Linked DNA regions of Mus musculus: region 2 is linked to region 1. A link is a contact called in public HiChIP or PLAC-seq data. All regions are on one chromosome and are shown on one strand. Each heading gives the region's core, a stretch centred on a gene start, on an enhancer-like site or on the middle of the called end of the contact. The rest is flanking DNA. Distances are from core to core; before and after follow the strand shown.

What was found. HiChIP or PLAC-seq counts read pairs in DNA pulled down with a chosen protein or histone mark.
Region 2: a contact with region 1 is called in an H3K27ac HiChIP or PLAC-seq map of a colorectal cancer cell line, with 12 times the contacts expected there. The contact joins the promoter of Gata3 here to the enhancer-like site in region 1. A contact is called at or near these places in 15 of 39 promoter capture datasets (the 3T3-L1 cell line, 3T3-L1-derived adipocytes, the C10 cell line and 10 more), 9 of 484 Hi-C or Micro-C datasets (3T3-L1-derived adipocytes, the HPC-7 cell line, the N1E-115 cell line and 4 more), 12 of 115 datasets of contacts at active chromatin or transcription factors (the SCID.adh cell line, T-cell acute lymphoblastic leukemia, acute myeloid leukemia and 7 more) and 1 of 9 other capture datasets (adipose tissue).

What each region holds. Positions count from the first base shown.
Region 1 is chr2:8,733,267-8,737,495 of GRCm38.p6, reverse strand. No RefSeq gene overlaps it. Among named protein-coding and RNA genes, the nearest start is that of Gm30957, 210 kb to the left of the region's middle. Within about 2 kb of position 2,800, at least 12 of the 459 cell types and tissues checked have an H3K27ac peak or open chromatin away from gene starts, as enhancers often do. A contact at or near this core is called in the N1E-115 cell line, a colorectal cancer cell line, pancreatic cancer cells and 1 more, where this site is marked.
Region 2 is chr2:9,876,744-9,881,494 of GRCm38.p6, reverse strand. It overlaps Gata3 (GATA binding protein 3), which reads left to right and starts at 2,895. Exons shown (of 6, transcript NM_008091.3): 1 at 2,895-3,090; 2 at 3,511-4,143. The coding sequence starts at 3,906. 4930412O13Rik (RIKEN cDNA 4930412O13 gene) reads right to left here and starts at 249. Exons shown (of 5, transcript NR_024257.1): 1 at 1-249.

The sequences.
Region 1 (4,229 bases), core at 1,551-4,050:
AAAAGGAGGAGATGAAAAATTCTACATTTAGCTAGAATTTATTATTTTATTTTTACATTTAATTCTTTCATGTAAATAGAAAGGTCATCCTGTCCATATTCCTTCCCCCACAGAAATGACCATCTGTAAGTAAACATAGACAGGTTTTGTTTTTTGGTTTTTTTTGTTGTTGTTTTGTTTTGTTTTTTTGAGTTTATAAACTGGGCTTTCCTTCTCTTTAGACATCCATTAATGTCCCTTTCTATACTTCATCACAAATTAAGCAACCCCCTTGCTTGTTTGCTGATGTGCATATTGAATTAGGAAACAACCTTTTACTAGATGCTAACACATCCCAGCCTTCTCATCCTAATGCAACCCAGTCAGCACTGGGATAATGAACAACACTCACAGATCCTACATAGACTACGTTCTTTACTTATTCTTCTGTTTGCAAATATCCTTAAGTCCAGTTATTTCTTACTGGTTCATTCATTTGCATGCATATCCATCCAGTAATCATTTGCTACTTTATCTGGCCATTAAGAGGACCCAAGTCTTCAAGAATGAAGTGAGGAGTCACGAAAGAAGAGAAAGACAAAAAGTAGGAGTAGCAGGGTGATGAGAAGAGATGGAGAGGGAGGAAAGGATGTAGAAAAGAAAGTGGAAAAAGGGAGGGAGAGACAAAGAGAGGGGGAGGGGGATGGGAGGAGAGAGGGATGGGGGCAGGGGGAGAGAAGGAGGTAGAGAGGGAAAGAAGGAGCGGGAAGGGAGAGAAGAGACAGACGGAAAGGATATAGAGGAGAAAGTGGAAAGAAGGAAGAGAGGGATAGAGGGAGGAAAGGAAGTAAGGAAGAGGGAAGAAAGAGAGGAGAGAGAGGGAGGGGGAGAGAAGGAGGGAGGGAGAGGAGAAGGCAGGGAGGGAGGGAGGAGGGGAGGAAGAAAAGGGGAGGCAGAAGGCTGGGTCTCTGGAAAGCAGAGCATACTGTGGGAAAGACATGGAAGACCAAGTCAACACTATTATGTAAGTGGTATCCATCAGCACTATGAGAATGCAAGAGGAGAAGATTTTCCTATGAGCTGCACCTAAGAAGAAAAACATCACTCAGAGGAGATGGACTTATATTGAATTGCAACATAATTGAATGGCAGAATAAAACAAAAATATAGAAACCCGAAGGAATTATGTGAGTAAGAACATAAACTGGCCACAACAGGTGTAGCAGAATCACTACTTTAGGAGGTAAAGAAGGTGATGCAGACATCTTGGTTATAATCCCTGCAATGTGGTGAGTTACATTTCTTTTACAGAGGTCAATGCTCTCTCTCTCTCTCTCTCTCTCTCTCTCTCTCTCTCTCTCTCTCTCTCCCTCTCCCTCTCCCTCTCCCTCTCCCTCTCTCTCTCTCAACTTAGTATCAAGTGCATGTCATTTTTTCCTAAAAATTTCTGAAGCACAAAAGTTTTTGCTTTTATTTACCTATATTATTTACCCTGAGCCTGACTTACACTGTGAAAAACAGCTTTGTTGCTTCTCGAGTCTGAATATATCCCTTCAACTTTACATTCATCACTACTTGCGAAAGACAAGTTCTGATGACAATAATTCCTATTTTGAGGGTTTTCTTCTTAAATCAAACCTCTTGGAGTACATAAATGCATGTGCTCATCAAGAAGATCTAAGATGTACTCCGTACTGAAGCACAGTGCCTACTATTTATAAAGCACAGAAGTTATGAACTATGTGATTTCATGTTTGCTTGGACAAACATCTGAAAAGCTTAGAGACACAGGAAGTTAACTAGTTAAATAGTTAAAGATGTTCAAGATATTCAGTTATGGATTTTGGAGAGTATAGAACATAAAATAAGGAAGAAAACAAAGAAAGACTGGACTGTATTCCAGAAACACATATGAAGTATGCTAGGTATTAGAGAGAGAAAGACTTCTTGAGAAAACTAGCCAACTTCTTAAACCTCCGTTTCCTACAGGAGAATTGAGCAGCAGCAGCCTCCCCTTCTTTGAAGGACTCCGTGAAACTGTAATAATGAAACAATTATGAACACAGTGTACCTTTATGCTCTACAGTGCTGTTTAAACCTGAACTCAACATCCTGTGCTAACAATAATTTCCATTTAGAGGTTTTTTTAAATAAAATTTCTTCGACCACATTAAATACATATAATTACCAAGAATCCTAAGATGCACAGTAGTGCTTAAATTCAGTGCTTGCTATTTATAAAGGACAGACAGTATTTATTTTAGAGAGAAGGAAAAAAAAAAACTTGTTACTCAATCCAGAGTGAAGATTCAGTATGACTGCACGTGGCTCTTCCTTAGCAGGTCAGTTTGATGTCCTCATGGTGCCAAGCTGAGCACATGATTCCAAGAATCCTGATGGCTGTACTCTATTCTAAAACCTTAGAGGAGTACTTTATTGAATGAGCCTCAATTTCTGTGACTTTCCATCAGCTAGTCGAGTGACTGAAGGAAGAGAGTCTACATTCTAGTTCTTCAGGAACCTTCACTAGCCATGTCCCACTTTGCTGTTCTCTCACCTACCCTGAAGTCCAGGGGTTGAAGATACCATTAGTGCCTAACCACTCTGCCACCCCTTTTCTAATTTACTCCCCATCTTCTAGTGATCAATAGAACAAAATGTGCTCAATCCTCACCAGAAAGGAAATCTTTGCTTCTTTTCCCCTGAAACATAAAATATATCACCATATAACCAAGAAGACATGGCCATTATAAAGCAGAGAGAAGGGCATATGACTGAGTGAGAGTTGGAAAAGGCTCCTTGTCTCTTCTCCAGCTTCATCCTGAGCTCTGTACCATTTGTACCCTCTCTGTATTGACACTGCCCTGACTCCTTTATCTGTCTCTTCATCTTTTGAGTTCCATTCACAAGAAGTTACTTTATCTGGTGAACTTAAAAAATTTCAAACCTCTAAACTTGTTACAAAATCAAATTAAAGTAAAGATAATTTTGTTCTGGAAACAGAGTGTCATCTGTAATTGCGACCCAGATAGGGGGAAAGACACCCTAATTTTAAGCCCTTTGTTATGACTCCGTATCTTCCCTGTGAAATCTGACTGCCAGTCTTGCATTCCGAGGAACCAAATAAAAATAAATGTATCCTGCAGTTAGACAGGATATGACACAGACTCAATAAGGCGTTGAAGTGTGAAAAAAAAAATCACTGTAAAGGGAAAGAGGATGAAAGTAATATTGGCTAACATTCTCTTGTTATTAGTGTTCTTTTTAATATGAAGGATTTTATGCCATGACCATGACTCATGGCCAGTAAAATTTAAAAGTATCCTGAATTAGAAACTCGCATAGTATCCTTTGACTGTTCTCTTTTCATTGAGTTATATATGTCTCTCTCCCATGTATTATTTGTCTAAGCATTCAGCTTGATGTTGATTGCCTTTTTTTAAAGGAGACAAATTAAATAAAATAACATTGTTTTAACTGTGCCTAGCTATGAAAGAATAGGCAGAGGTGTCTCTCAATAAATTCCATATTTTTATGTAGAATTCAATACTGTAATGATACTTTATTTTATATTTATGAACGTTTAAAAACAAAGACAATAATTTTTGTCACTGTGTCAATTTTCAGTACTGAAAAATATTTTAGTTTGTAATTTTACTGTGAGAGCAATTGTTTCACTATACAGTTTGGTATTTGCATATAGTAGATTTATTATTCATAAATGCATCACTTGAAAATTTCATGATTTTTGTTTTGCAAAAAAATTAAGACAAGTTTATACAGCTAAGTTATAGAGCATTTAAAAGATATTATCAAATGGTTTTATTTTATTAAAATGGTTGTTATAGTTATTCACTTGCAAATTTTTAGGGTAATTCTATAACCTTTCCATTAATGGAGCTCCACAATCATATTTGTTGTTTCAGAATTGGCTATTTTTACAGACATCCAGCTTCTAAAAGCTTATATATTCATTTTAGCAATACCTTGACAGCCTTAAGACAAACACCAGGACACAGATTTACAAATCTCTTCCTGCTCTTTGTTAAGGATATGTTTGAAGATATATTAAAATAATGTAGAAACTAGTAATATTTACATCATCAGTGAATTCAGTACTATGTTTACAACTTTTCCAAATCTAATAAGTGTTTTCACAGCTAACAAGATAACAGACAATTTGCAAGACGATTCAAGCTCCACTATTAGTGTGTACATTGTTTAAATGTTTGGTATCTGTGTGTGAAAAA
Region 2 (4,751 bases), core at 1,646-4,145, 1.1 Mb before region 1:
TTTCCCTCCGGCCTCAAGCCCCCTCCCCTCCCCCACCACCCGCCAAGGGAAGAGGAAGCCCGGCCTGCATTTGCGAGCAAGGCGGGTCAGACCGGCGCCTGTCCTGGCCCAGACCCCCGGAGTCCAGCTCTCCGCCTCAGGCCACGCGCCGCAGCCTCTCCGGACTCGATCCCTTCCCCCTTCTTCCCGGTGGGTCTCGGAGCCGACCTCGGCCCTCCCTCTCCGGTATCCCCCTCCTCTCTTTTTCCCTCCCCCTCCCCTGCTCTGTGTTTCTGACTCTGGGGCCGGCCCGTGACGTCAAACCCAGTGTGGCGTCGGCGAGACTGGCCGGCGCGGGCCATCAAAAGAGCAACGTCCTCTTTCCCAATTACCCACTGTCAGTCCGGGAACAGGGGCGGACCGGCTGGGAATTACATGTTAAATACCCCCTACAGGCTGGATCCAGTGCCCGGGGCGCCTAGCCTCAGGCCCCCTACCCCTCTCTGCCAACCCTAAACTACCTCAGACCTGGAGGGGCCTATTAGATATTTTGTTTTTCCAAGGGAGGGGAGTGTCTTTGCATCCAGTCTAGCTCCTCTGGTGATTGAATTAAGACGAATAATCCTCTCCATCCCCACTACTACATCTATTAGAGAGGCGCCCCTACTAGGGAAGCCATCCTTTTCAGAAGTATATTCTTTTTCAGTCTTTAAAAATACGTTCTAAGCCGTATAGACTAACATGTTCAGTTCTTGGCGTCAGCAGCTTTCTTTCTTGTCTCCAGAAGGATTTCTTTTGCGCATTAAAAAAATTATTATTATTATCATCTACATCTCGGTGCCCGGGACCAAAGAGATATGCTTACTCGAGACTTTTCTCGAAGCTGTGAACTAGGGACTGGCTGACTGATGCCTTATACAACTCATGAGTGATACAGCAATAGTATTTTTCCCTTTTAAACTCTCATTCTAGATCTTAATCCCGGGCCTTTTAGCAAAAATGTGTGTGCGGTCTTCTCTGCTTGTTTATGGAATGGTTTCCGGTGAATGTTAGACAGCAACTAAATAATTAAAAGGTTTTGAGAGCGCCGTGAGCTGGAAGAGATGCTGGCAGCTTGATTGGCCCAGGAGAGATGGGTTGGTCAAAGAGTGAAAGTAAAAAAATCGATATTCTAAGACTGGGCCGCCCTCATAAACGTGGGACCAAGGGGTGCAGGGTGAACTCAGAAGGGAGGGAAGACTCGTTTTTAAAAAAAAGGTATCTTCGTAATTTGTATTTAGAAATTCAGCCTTGATTTCAGTCAAAGATCAGATGTAAAAGGGGGGGGGGTGTCAGGAGAAGCTCCAAACCCAAGCCCGCAGGGCACATTTCTAAATAAATTTTGTCTTCTTCAAGGGTTGTATTGTAAAAAGAACGCACCTTCCCTCTCCCCGCACTCCACTGGCTTCAAGGTAGATATTGATGGCTTTTCTCCACAGTAGAATAGAAGAAGTTACTTGGAACTTTTAAGAAAGGGCTTGTCGGGAATCCAAGTTTTGAATAAGTGGGAAATATTATGGGGTAAAGAAATGAAGAGGGGATGACGCCTTCAGTTCCAGTAACCCTCTAAAGCCAAGCTCTCTGCCCTGGAGGGTGGAATGGGAACACCTCTTACACTGCCCTGGGGTGCACCCGAAGTCTCTTTCGGACCTTGCTCATCCGGGCAGTGTTTTCTGGACCCAGGCTGCAGAAACCTCAACGCCACTAGGGGATGCAGTGACTCAAAGGACGGAACAGGGCCGCAGAGGTTGGAGCCCGTGGGGCGGGGCGACTGCGGCCCGGTCGTGGTATCTCCCGATGATTGGTCCTTACAAATGGCCCCGCCCTCGTCCGCCCAGCCTCTCTACTGGGCGTCTTCCAGCCTCTCTCCTGTGTCAGCTTGCGGCCCTCCCACCAGACCCTGTCCCAGAGACCCAAAATGTCCAGGGAAGTTGCGGCTGGGTCCACCCCGGAGGTCAGGGTTGGATATTATAGAGGGGACCGTTTTCCTCGGGTGAAAGCAGAATAAAGTAGCACCCCGAGCTAGGCGAAGAGAAAAGTTAGGCTATCGCAGCAAAGATCAAGTTAGTTGTACACGGTACTTCGGGGACCAGTGAGCCTAGGTCTCGCTAAGCCAGCTTTTTATGCATCGCGTTGTCACTAAGGTCAAAAGCACACATTGATGATATCATTAGATCCGAAAAAGACAGCTGCAACAGCTGACGCTGTTCGTTCTGGAGAGGTTTGGGAAAGCAAGCAGAGACCATAACAATAACGCGGGCGTCCGAATCAAAGCCCAGGTCCTCCGCGCGATTCAGCAGCCTCCCGGAAAGCTGGTTCGGAGGCAAATCTTCAGTTACTTCGCCATGAAACTTTTCTAATCTGTTTTACATGCACATAGCCCCTAAGCTGATATAAACTGAAAAACGTTCTGGCTTGAATCCTAATTTAAAAGTTTGCTCATTTTTAAAAAAGTATCGAAAAGTCTGCTTATGGAAATTAGCTTTATGAATGGGGCAGCCGGGTTTCACTCGTACGGAATAATCTACTGAGCCCGAATGAATCGGCTTTGCTACATTTAAAGGGCCAGAGAGCGAATTCCCTCCTGCCTGTCCCCTCTGCCCCAAGCCCGGGCGGGCCTCGCCCACCCTGCCCGCGGCCCCTCTGCCCTAGGCGGCCCTTGGCGGCGCCCCTTTCCGGTCAGTAGAGGGGCGGGAGGAGGGGCGGCGGTGTGCCGGGGTGGGTGGGGGGGATGGGATGGGGGTGGAGGTGAAGTCCTGGAGCGGGTTTGGGTTGCAGTTTCCTTGTGCTGAGGATCGTGTCCCCTCCTGCCAGCGCCAGGCTCCTCCCCCTCGGCGCGGATGACACTAGAACCTCCTTAAGTTGCGTCGCGCCACAGCTGTCTGCGAACACTGAGCTGCCTGGCGCCGTCTTGATAGTTTCAGAAAGAATGCATTCCCTGTAAAAAAAAAATACTGAGAGAGGGAGAGGAGAAAGAGAGAGAGACTGAGAGAGCGAGACATAGAGAGCTACGCAATCTGACCGGGCAGGTCACACGCCTCCTCCTCCTCCTCTACGCTCCTTGCTACTCAGGTTGGTATTGTGACTTGTGACTTTTTTTTTTTTTTTAAGTTTGATATCACTCCCTCCTCTTGGAGGGACTGTTTGTGTGTGTGTGTTTGGGGGTTTGTTTGTTTGGTTTTTTGTAAACTAAAAGCTCAGCTTTCTCCTTTTGGAGGATTTGTAGTGGTTGGAAAGATCCTGGGGCCGGTGTCCTCCAGGGAGGACTTGTCCCCAAGTTTTAATTGCTTAGTCAGTCCTGGGCTCCTGCGAGCCTGGCTGTCGGAGGTGTGCTGCGGAGCTTGGCTTCTTTCCCTCCGGGTCTTCGCGTGCGTGTGCACGTCCCGGGTGAGTCGGCCCTGCAGGAAGCTTGCGAAGACCTAGTGCCCTCCAGAATTTCAGGTGTTAAAAGTTCTTACACCTCATTCAGGTCTCTCTTTCTCTCCCTTGCAGGTGATCGGAAGAGCAACCGTCTCTGAGCGCCAAGGAATCAGTGTGCAGTGTGGTCACACTCGGATTCCTCTCTCCCTCCTTTTTTTTTTTTTTTTTTTGACCCCTTTATTCCTCCGTGTCTGCTTTTTTTTTGGGGGGGGGGATCGCCCTCATTCTTTTCTTTTTCTTCTTTCCCTTCCTTTCTTTTGCTAAACTATCCCGCAAAGATTTTTCTTTCCTCCCTAAACCCTCCTTTTTGCTCTCCTTTTCTATACCCTTAACTGCAAACAAACCATTAAACGACCCCTCTCCTGGGCCTCCGACGGCAGGAGTCCGCGGACCTCCCAGGCCGACAGCCCTCCCTCTACCCGCGAGGGTTCCGGGCCGGGCGAGAGGGCGCGAGCACAGCCGAGGACATGGAGGTGACTGCGGACCAGCCGCGCTGGGTGAGCCACCATCACCCCGCGGTCCTCAACGGTCAGCACCCAGACACGCACCACCCGGGCCTCGGCCATTCGTACATGGAAGCTCAGTATCCGCTGACGGAAGAGGTGGACGTACTTTTTAACATCGATGGTCAAGGCAACCACGTCCCGTCCTACTACGGAAACTCCGTCAGGGCTACGGTGCAGAGGTATCCTCCGACCCACCACGGTGAGTCCACCTTGGCGCTGGAACCTTTTGGATCCGCGTTTGTTTTCCTGGGTCCACGAGACCGCCAGAGACCCTGGCTGGGCAGAGCAAGCCAAAGCTCCTAAGTGTGTTACTAGTTCATTTAAAAAAAGTATCGGGGGCCCGGAAATGGGCGAGGAAGCAGTGTCGCTGGTTGGGAGAGTTCTTCTTTTTTTCTTTTTTAAATAAAAGAGCGCACGTAGCAGGCACCTCTCTTTGCCGGTGTCCTTGGGGCCAGGCACACTCACCTGGCAAGCGCCGAAATGCAGTCCTGGTCCACACGAGGTTGTAGATTTTGCAGCCAGGGAGAAATCTCAAGCGCTGCCTGCAGGCGCCGAGCCTTTCAGGCCGGGCAGCAGTGCGGGCCAGGCCGGCCTGGAACTGGGCTCCCCCGAAGGACTTCCAGCTTCTTGTTAGCCGGTGAAGGGGTCTTTCGCCAGAGCCTTGCGTTTTGTTTCTCCATTTATATTTTCAGAAAAGGCCCAAATACGTGCATTTCTTTCTATTTCCTTTTGCTCTCCACCCTCAAAAGCTAGTGCATTTGAGTTTTAGGCGTCCTACCTACCGGTGGTGTGAGGAAGAGACTCTGG